Linked DNA regions of Pan troglodytes: region 2 is linked to region 1. The links are chromatin contacts, called in public HiChIP or PLAC-seq maps. All regions are on one chromosome and are shown on one strand. Each heading gives the region's core, a stretch centred on a gene start, on an enhancer-like site or on the middle of the called end of the contact. The rest is flanking DNA. Distances are from core to core; before and after follow the strand shown. Region 1 holds the start of PERP (p53 apoptosis effector related to PMP22). Region 2 holds the start of CCDC28A (coiled-coil domain containing 28A).

The links. HiChIP or PLAC-seq counts read pairs in DNA pulled down with a chosen protein or histone mark.
Region 2: a contact with region 1 is called in an H3K4me3 HiChIP or PLAC-seq map of stem cell-derived excitatory neurons, with 4 times the contacts expected there. The contact joins the promoter of CCDC28A here to the promoter of PERP in region 1. A contact is called at or near these places in 2 of 7 Hi-C or Micro-C datasets (induced pluripotent stem cells and stem cell-derived neural progenitor cells), 1 of 1 datasets of contacts at active chromatin or transcription factors (stem cell-derived excitatory neurons) and 1 of 1 other capture datasets (stem cell-derived neural stem cells).

Annotation. Positions count from the first base shown.
Region 1 is chr5:149,952,158-149,957,292 of NHGRI_mPanTro3-v2.0_pri, reverse strand. It overlaps PERP (p53 apoptosis effector related to PMP22), which reads left to right and starts at 2,174. Exons shown (of 3, transcript XM_016956382.4): 1 at 2,174-2,951. The coding sequence starts at 2,738.
Region 2 is chr5:150,623,586-150,628,720 of NHGRI_mPanTro3-v2.0_pri, reverse strand. CCDC28A (coiled-coil domain containing 28A) reads right to left here and starts at 2,827. Exons shown (of 6, transcript XM_001171714.6): 1 at 2,323-2,827; 2 at 1-153. The coding sequence starts at 2,550. It overlaps LOC104007004 (a long non-coding RNA gene), which reads left to right and starts at 2,711. Exons shown (of 5, transcript XR_008548677.1): 1 at 2,711-3,017.

The DNA of each region.
Region 1 (5,135 bases), core at 925-3,424:
TGTCAGGCTGCCTAGGTTGAAGCCTGGCTTTGCCACTCCGTGACTGCATGGTCTTGGGCAAGTTACTTAACTTCGTTGTGCCTCAGTCCCTTGTGTAAATGAAGGAGATGCTGGTACATACCTCATAAGGTAGATGTGAAACACCCACTGCGACATAGTAAACTCCAGCAGATGTTTGTTAGCTGCTATTATTATTATTACTATTACTTTCTACCAGTTTTTATTTTTAAAATTATTTATTTATATATTTTTGTTGGTAACAGTCATTGGTTTTATAACCATAACCCCAAATTAGAAAAAGAAAACCTTTTTCTTTATGGTGATAGTTTCATGGGTATGTACTTATCTTCAAATTCGTCAAGTTGTATATATTAAATATATACACTTTTTTGTATGTCAGTCAAGCCTCAATTTAAAAAAAACTTTCTGTAGGTACAATTTACATTTTTGCCAAGTGCTCAGTGCTCAGGCGCAATCCCTACATTGTCCAGCAGGGGGAACTATCCAACTGCCTACTGTTCTCTATGAGCCATCATTTTATGAATATGGCTAGGATGAATGATTGCATTGTCTAAAATAACTTAGTCACTTACAGTTGGTATTCACCTATAGAATTTGCCCTTTAGAAACATGGACATTCCCCTCTTTCAATGTTCAAAAGTGGAAAACCTATATGAAAAATCATCATCATCATCATCAACCCTTACTACATGCAGGAACTTTCTTGAGCACTTTAGATGGATTTGCTCTTTTAACAATCATTAAAACACTGAGGTTAGCACTGTCTGTCTTACAGATGAGGAAATGGAGGCAAAAAAACTGAACTAACCTGCCCAGTGTCACACAGCGAATACGAGAAAGCGTGTAAACCTGAACCATCCGGTTCCAGAGTCTGCACCACATGTTGGGTATATTATTGTTGGAAACCCACCAGGGTCAATGTGGTCTCTTCTAGAAATTGTGAAGAGCTAATCTCTTTGTGTTCACCTCAGCATTAATGAGCTCTTTTCCTCAAGCCCATCGGAAATGGTTTCATTGAATAACAAAAATAAATTATATATATCAAGTCCAAAATTATTCAGAGATATTAAGATGCCTGCAAAACTCTCATTTTGTCTGAAGCCACTTTGCTTCTGGTCAGTATTTGACTTATAAGAAATTTTTTTTCTCACAAATATATTATACATAGCTAATTAAACAAATATCTTCATTACTTTTGAAAACCCTGAGAACATAAATATCAGCATTTTCTTCACACAGCTTCCACGATACAAAGTTAACTTTTGGCAGAACACCCTCTTGTGTTCTTTGAAAGTGAAAATATTTTCCTATAATAAAAATATAGGACGTGGTTTATGTAAAACTTGAATTATGTAAAATGAAGGCTAGGGAAATTATTTCATGTATTTTCAGATACTTTCTCCATGCTTTTATTTGTCCTCAAGAATTGCCAGAAAATGGCATAAGTCAAAAGAGTATTCTGTTTCTATTGAGAATATCAAATTGGAATACAATTTAAAATATTTTTAAGTAGTTCCCACTTTTATATTAAATTAACAGAAAACACAGGGGATTCAGAAGAAATCTTTGGAGGTACAGGGTTAAGACATGACCCCCATACGATGTTTCAGTGATTTTCCCAAGGCCACCGAGGTGCCTGACACTGAGAACTCCTTTGTCCTCAGCGGCACACCTGGCTGCCACCCCACCCTTCCTGTCACACCTTAGGAGTCAGGACTGTGACGGGAGCTAGCCCAGGACACCGAAGGGGGGATCCTAAATGCAGGTTGCATGCTGACGTATGATTTTTATTTGGAAAAACCTCAAAATAGTAAATGAAGAGTAGAGAGAGTGCAGTTTAAATAGGTAGAGATTCGTGATAGGAAGTGGACTGCAGCAGAGGCGACATGAAATTATCTGGGGAAGCCAGATGAAGCCTTTCCGAAAGGAAGCGAGCATTTGTTAAATTACATGTTCATTCATCAAATTCACTGAGCTCTCCTTGAGATCCAAGCACGGTGCCGGACACTAAGGATACACAGATAAATTCAGCATCGCCTCCGCTTTCCAAAATCTGGCAACCCAGCAGGAAAGAATAGCATGCAGAGATAAGAGTACCCGGGGAGCCACGGTCCAAGGTGCAAAGGCGGAGCCTAGGAGGAAGGGATCACCTGTGTCAGCAGGGGTCAGGGACGGGCTTCTGGGTTTGGGTGCACGCGTCCAAAGGAGTGCAGCCTTTATCCACAGGTGCAATTAGAACACCCATCTCACACTGCTGAAAACTCAGATATGGCACTGCTGACCACCGCCCCACGATGCGACATCAGGGGTCAGATATTAGGCTGGCGCTGTGCAGATAAACAAGTGTATATGTTGGTGCGCCAGGAAGATAAAACTCGCGCCTGGAGAGGACCAGGTGAGCGGGACTGGAGGCTTGTGGGACGCGCGGGACCCTCGGGCCGCCTTCCGCCGCCGCCCGGTGTCACCCGAGCCCCACCTGTTTACCAGCGGCCCCGCCCGCCCCGGCCCGGCCGGGCAGGTCGGGGCGGGCGCGCTCTGAGTCACCGGAATCTAGGTGGGGCCGCCCGGAGCGGCGTCCTCGGGAGCCGCCTCCCCGCGGCCTCTTCGCTTTTGTGGCGGCGCCCGCGCTCGCAGGCCACTCTCTGCTGTCGCCCGTCCCGCGCGCTCCTCCGACCCGCTCCGCTCCGCTCCGCTCGGCCCCGCGCCGCCCGTCAACATGATCCGCTGCGGCCTGGCCTGCGAGCGCTGCCGCTGGATCCTGCCCCTGCTCCTACTCAGCGCCATCGCCTTCGACATCATCGCGCTGGCCGGCCGCGGCTGGTTGCAGTCTAGCGACCACGTCCAGACGTCCTCGCTGTGGTGGAAATGCTCCCAAGAGGGCGGCGGCAGCGGGTCCTACGAGGAGGGCTGTCAGAGCCTCATGGAGTATGGTGAGTGCCCGCCCGCCGCCGCCGCCGCCGCCTCCAGGAAGCCCTCGGGGCCGCGGCCTGCAAAAGCCGCCGCGCGTGGTGGGCCCTCACAGGGTCGGGGGAGCCAGTGCTTTTCAGAATGCCTGTTTAGGACGAGCTCGGGCTCATGCATCCGACCTGAACCAAATGCAGCAGCAGTAGCTTTGGGTGGCCAACATCAAGCTCAGAAACAGAAAAAAAAAAAAAAAAAAAAAGGCCGTAGTTCAAACTGTACAGTTTTTTTCCTGGGTTTTGTCGGTTACGTACGAAAGATTATTTCAAGCATTGCAAGTTTAGATGAGTAAATATAATGAACAAAGTTTCTTGGAGACCTGAAATTTCTTCCCATTTCTCTTCCTTCTCTTGTTTCTTCTTATGATTAAAATATAAATATTGAAATAACGTGCCTTCCCTAATATCAGTGGATTCGTTCAACTTGATATAGCTGAAAAAACTTTCTCATTTAAAAAAGCCCTTTCAGGCAGTTTTAGCAGTTAACGTTTTCAATAGATATTTCAGTCTACTTTACCGGTCAGGCTAGTTCTTGTTAGCTCTTGTTCTAGGGCGTGTCCTTCGGTTTAAGCATGGCATTGTTGTTTAGAAAACTTAATTATTTTAATCCGATTTGAAATCTAAAAAGCAAACACATTCCCTACACTCGCGACGTGAAGCAGAGTTGACAAATTTAATGTACCTGGCAGGTGAAGTACTGTATGCCATTTTCCCAGCATGGAGGAAGCTCCCTGCTTGCCTTGTTGAAAGTCAGGACTGGAGCATAGTTCTTGTCTGAGAAGGCATTTTCTTTCACAGTGGGAAGCCCCCTCTCCTTGCCTAGGGGTGGATGGGAATCACAGCTGGGGTCTACTGTGATTAGCAATGTGTGTGGGGGTGGAGATGGGGTCTGTGAGAGCCTAATAAAACCTTAAAGCCAAATGGGCTTTACCTACCGGGTTTAATAGTTTTAAACACAGAAAGCAAGCTACCCTGCCTGTTTTCATTTCTTACTATTACCATTGACTTGATTTTTTTCTTTGAAGTGGCCCAGGGCTTCCAACCCAATCCTGTTTATTTGTGTTTCCGGGGGACTATATCAGCAACTTGGTGCCCTTTCTTTTGTGTAATCCTTTGGACGTCACTTCTCCACAAAAGGAAGCATGGTCCCCATTAGCCAGGTAATAAAATGTAAACACTGCAGAAAATTCCAGCTTTCCTTACAGTTTGTGTGTTTTCTTCTCTGAAAACCCGTACAATCCTGTGCCAGCTCAGGTTTGTATCATCTCCAGTCTTTTAGGTTTTTAAAGTGAATTAATTGTTTTTTGAAATAATGTACCTCTATCTTCTAGTTAAAATGCATCTGAACTCAGTCTCTTCTAGAGGACCTAACAGATCTGCCTGTGTGTTTTTAAACATACTTTGATAATTATACCCTACTCCAAAGACTAATGCAGACCCAAAGTATACGCAGTAATCCTCCACATATAAAGTAAGACCAGTGTGCCTTTGACTGGTGGCGGGGATATTGGCAGAACTATGATCAGTGCTACTGACGGGACATGATTTGACCTGCAAGGCTCTGGCTGTGACCACAGCCCTCTTGTGAAACATGCACAATGCCATTTTTATTTTTCTTGACTTGCAGGATGAGCTCACCTTTTCAGGGTGTGGCTGTTCCACCTTAGACTGATACAGTGCTTTGTATATGGAAGGCAATAAGCAGGTTTTTTTTCTTAGTTTGGTTGAATTTTTAATTAGAAGTCTAAATGTCAATTTTTTTCATTGTAAAGAAAACACTAACCAGTGTATAGTTTATAATTCAGTTTGACATAGAAATTGGTCCTTGGAAAAGCTGGATTTTCTAAGTGGATCTTGAAAAATCTGTTTATAATGCAGCATGACTGATTTTCGTAAATGGTAGTAGCTTTAACAACTCAATTTAGTTATTCCTGCTACCTTTGCAAAGGTAATTAAGTGCCAGTAATGCATTACACACGGCTCTTGCTCAAGATCTAGAATCAAATCATGAATCTGGGATCTGCTGTCATGAAGTGGCTGTGGGAAGAAGACAGCAGATATGGAGCTACCTCTGGCCGTTGTAGTCAAAGATGAGTTTAAGAGCTTATTATACGTCTGTCTCATCGCCTGCATGCACATTGGCTAGTTTTGCCT
Region 2 (5,135 bases), core at 1,578-4,077, 670 kb before region 1:
AAACCCTGTGCTTTTACTCACTGGAATGGCATTTTTTTTGGCATTGACAACCTGAGTACAGTGGGCACTAAAAGACTTAGGACTCCTCCTCTTCACTTTCCGCTCTTCCATTGTTTTAAGTTCCTTATTGCACCACGGCCAGCTTCTTAAGACCTAAATAAGGAAATACAGCAATTATATATGTATGCTATAATATGCAAACATGAAAGAAATTCAAAGACCCATTTCACAGGTCAAAAGAGGATCAAGAATTCCAGAGGGCATAAGAGAAAGTTAGAAAATGGGTCTCTTAAGTTTAATGTACTCTACTATGTACCCATAAGCCCCTAGCAAAATTGTCTGGTAGACAGTTTTTGTTTTGTTTTGTTTTGTTTTACCATTTTCTTTATTTCTTCATCCTACAAATATTTACTGATTCTCTTCCACAAGCCAGACACTATTGTGGGTACTGGAGAGACGGCACTGAACAAGGTGTTTGCCTGCAAGAAGCCTACATTTTACAAGGGGAACAATATATAAACAATAAACAAATGATCCACATACTATTCCCAGCCTGATTCAAGCTTCAGGTGGCCTTTAGGTCTTTCTTCCAAAATGTATGCTTAAGAAGAACCAAGTAGATTCAAACAGATGTATAATTGTCATAGGGATTTTACTAGCATTTTAAAAATCAACTAGAAGCCTTACTTCAACTACTAAACAGAAACTCAGTTTCTAGCTAGGGCTAATAATGATTCTAGCTTGGTGATAAGTGAAGTTCTAGAAAATCAAACTTGTTCGTTGCCTATTTTGAATATACTTTCTCTAACCATTTCCAAACAAACGTGAATTTTATGATATATATTTAGTTTTGCCCATATCAAAAAAGTTAACAATGTGAAGTTACAGACGGCCCTTCCATGGGGAATAGGTGTAAGGCCTCCTAGTTATCCCTACACAATCCCCTTACTTTATCTATTAATCCGCTCTATTTTCTAACATCCATCTATTTAAAAAATACCGTTCCGGCCGGGCTCACGCCTGTAATCCCAGCACTTTGGAAGGCCAAGGCGGGCGGATCACGAGGTCAGGAGATCGAGACCATCCTGGCTAACACGGTGAAACCCCGTCTCTACTAAAAATACAAAAAATTAGCCGGGAGTGGTGGCCGGCGCCTGTAGTCCCAGCTACTCAGGAGGCTGAGGCAGGACAATGGCGTGAACCCGGGAGGCGGAGCTTGCCCTGAGCCGAGATGGTGCCACTGCGACAGAGCGAGACTCCATCTCAAAAACAAAACAAAACAAAACAAAAAAAACCCTTCCATACTTTATTTGTGCATAGTGTTAAATTTTTCTTAACTTCATTATTTCATATATCATAAGATGAATTTATATGGCTATCTACCTCATCAGGTTGTAAATTGCCTTCTAGAAACATTAGGCCGTTTTTGGCATGCTATGTTTAATTTAGGCATGCCATGACCATTCAAAAAGATTCAAACCCATTGCTGTCGCTTAAAATAATTATTTGATGAATTCAATAAATTTTTCTTTTTCCTTTTGCCTGGACTTAGTGCCACTGGCACTGGAATTTAAACCACTGAGCTTAAATTGGCTGACGCTAGACAATTACAACTGGAGCTACAATACTGCCAAAGAAGAGTCTTTCTGGGAAAGGCTCCAATGCCCAGTCTCTAATCCCAGATACCACTGGGTGTCAATCCACTTAAACCTTGGCAAACAATTTTTCTTTTAAGAAGCATTTTTTGTAACAGAACAATAATTCTGGTGTTGTTTCAACATGCAACACAAATTAAATGAGAGTTTGAAAGATGACTGAATAGAGACGATTAGTTCTCTGAAGAGGCAAGGATCTGTAAAAATGTATGATGCGCATAAACACGCTGGCCTGAAATTTAACGATGCTAATACACACTTGGTGGTACAAGAAAAAAAAACCTAGGAAGTAAAGCAATGCAAATAAACCAGTGGTGGTCTAAACCACAATATTCTGCGGAACCAGCACTCGCGATTTCCTCGTTTTTGGAAAATTACATCTGTCACAAGAGCACTGAAACCCTTCCTGTATATCAAACAGCAAATAATGTTTTAGAGAAGGCATAATAAGTAAACTGCTCATAGTTACTTATTCACACAGTGGTTTTAAGTGCCAGGTCTTGCCTCCAAGCAGTACCACTGGGCATACCTCCTGACATCACCTCATTCCCCTTCCCCAATCTACCGAAGCGATGACCCTTCACCGCCCAGTACCCAGCAGTGACCAGAGTGGTGGGAAGGGCCTAAAGGGGCAGGTTGCGGAGGTTCCTTTGCTTCCACTACATACCTGAAGAAGAAGGGTATTGGGGCCCCCTTCCGCAACCCGCAAAGACCCGACAGCCTCAGAAGCCACCGCCGCAGCCACAAGTAGAGCCCCGGTCACATCCCGGGACCCGCTCCTCCGCAGCTCCGTTTGTTTACGGAAGTGACGTAAGAGGCACAGCCTCCATGCCCCAAGCGGAAGCCTCGCCTTTTCCTGCTCCCCCAGTGTCGCTCTTGGCTCCGCCCTCGGCATTTCATTGCTTCCCCTGTCCTTCCTTTAGCTGTAACTCCGGCGGGCGTGTTGGGTGTGTCGTTTTAGGCTCTGTGACCCAGGAGCAAGACGCAATAAGCGGGTGCAGTGGAGGTAGAAACGGGAAATGCAGTACCCTTTCCGGAAGCTACTCCGCCCCTCGGTGAGCGTTAGATCCCCCCCCGAACTACAATTCCCAGAATGCTGTTCGAGCATGCCCGAAGGCGGAACCAGAGTGTCGCCATGCAACTGTTCCTTGGTTGTTTCCGATTGGCTGCCCGGACTTCTCGCGGCTAAACTAACTTTGGCTCCAAGGCGGCGTGAAGAGTGTGATTCTGTTCAGCGACCGTGATTCTGTTCAGCGACCATGATGTTGAGCCCCTAATTGAGAGTCTGTTACCACTATTAATAGCTACTCTGTTCGGGCCCTACACATAACGGTGTATCTAAACCTCTCTACAATTTTATGGGTAGGTGTTATACTCTCTGTTTTACAAATGGGGAATTTGAGGCTCAGAAAGGCTAATTGATGCAGGTGTCTCTCTGTCGTCAAAGATAGTTCTACTTCCACTATACTTAAAGCCTCTGGAGAAGGAATTGCAGGCTGAGAGAAAGAGATCTATCTTAAATGAGGGAAGAAATGCACGTTTCATTGCCTGGTCTGGGTAGCCTTCCCGGTGTGGGAGTGGGAGGTGGGAAGGTTTTAGATTCACAGGTCCTTAGATTGAAGGGACTCTGGAGGAACACCACATAGCACCCCCCGCATTAGCTAATGGGGAAACCATATCTAGAGATTGTATCCATGCCAGAAAAGGCAGAGCAAAGACAACCCCAGTCTCTTGGCTTCTAGGATAGGATGTTTTTCCGCCACCCGCCATTTAAAAAAAAAAAAAACAAAAAAAAACTATTGAAATGTTTAAAAAAAAAAAAGCACAGAATAAACAACGCACCCACTATCCAGAACGAACAGATTTATGAATGAAAGAAATGGAGCATTACAGATAAAGAAGGTGTTCCCTATTCTCAGTCCCATTCTACTACCACCCTCAGAGAGGCAACCAGGATCATGAATTTGATATGTATCTTGCCAATCTAGGTTTCTATATTTAAACTATTACTATGTATTATAAACAATATGTAGAATGGTTTGGGGCATTTGAAGTTTTACATGAATGCTATTATATTTTGTGTATTGATCTGCAACTTGATTTTTTCACCAAATTCTGTGTTTTTGAGAGCTATCCACATTGATAAATATAGCTAGACTTTATCAAATAGATTTGTCACAAATTATTTGGGAATTCCCATAGTGATGGATGTTTAGGTTGTTTCCCATTTTTCACCATTACAAACACTACTGTACAGTCTGCTCAATATCTTTTCCCAGTTTCTCCTTTTAATTAATGTCGAATTGTCTTATTTGTATGAACAGAGCTTGCAACTGGTGATTCACATGCAATTTTTTTTTTTCAAATTGGTTGCTAACAGCTAAAATTGAAAGAATAAAAACAATGTGGCATCCCATCAATTAACGGGAAGATCTGACTACGTTAGATGTGCATTGTAGCCTGGCAACAATGGTTCAAGCTGGAAAGCATCTGCCTCCTTTACCTCAGTTCAAGTAATATCTAGTTTTTCTTTGTCTTTAGTACCCATCTGAGCCCTGTAGCATTTGTGTTTACAACCTCCAACATGATGTAGGGACACAGGAAAGTACCCTTCTAAATGTACATGTTTCAGGTATTCAGAAATAGGTATTCAGGTTTTGAATACTTATTTTAAGTCCCTATTTTAGCCACACCCTGTGATAGGAGGTCAGGATGCATCTATCAACAAAAGGTACAAGAGCTTTATAGTCAGAGATCTTATATTCCCGATATAAGAGACTGACAATAAATTAGTATGCAAATAAAATAGTTTCATTTAGTCAGATGAGAGTCCTGAAATAACAGCTTAAGGTCAAAAGTAGTTTGTACTGAAGGAGAAGTATCAGGGAAGGCCTTCCCGAAAATGCAGCTTTGAGGTAGAGATATGAATAAAGTGCATGAGCCAGCCATGGAATGATCTGAAGAAAATGAGTCCTTGAGTGCCAGGCACGGTGGCTTTTGCCTGTAATCCCGCACTTTGGGAGGCTGAGGCAGACAAATAGCTTGAACCTAAGAGCTGGAGACCAGCCTGGGCAACATAGCAAAACCCTGTCTTTACAAGAAATACAAAAATTAGCTGGGCATGGTGATGCAGGCCTGTAGTCCCAGCTGCTTGGGTGGCTGAGGTGGGAGGATCACCTGAACCCAGGAGGTCAAGGCTGCAGTGAGCCATGATCATGTCACTGTGCTCCAGCCTGGGTTACAAAATGAGACCCTGTCTCAAAAAAATAAAAAAATAAATAAGAAGGAGAAGGAGAAGAAAAGAAGCATTCTTGAATAGAACATACGGCTAAAATGCAGGCCATTAGGCAAAATGAACTTTAACATGTTTGAGGAAGCAGAGGGTTAGTGTGGTGAATTGTACTGGGCTAGGGACAGAGTGACGCAAGGTAGAGTTGTTGTAGAGGTACAATTTCAAGTGTGATTTCTTTAATCTAAAAT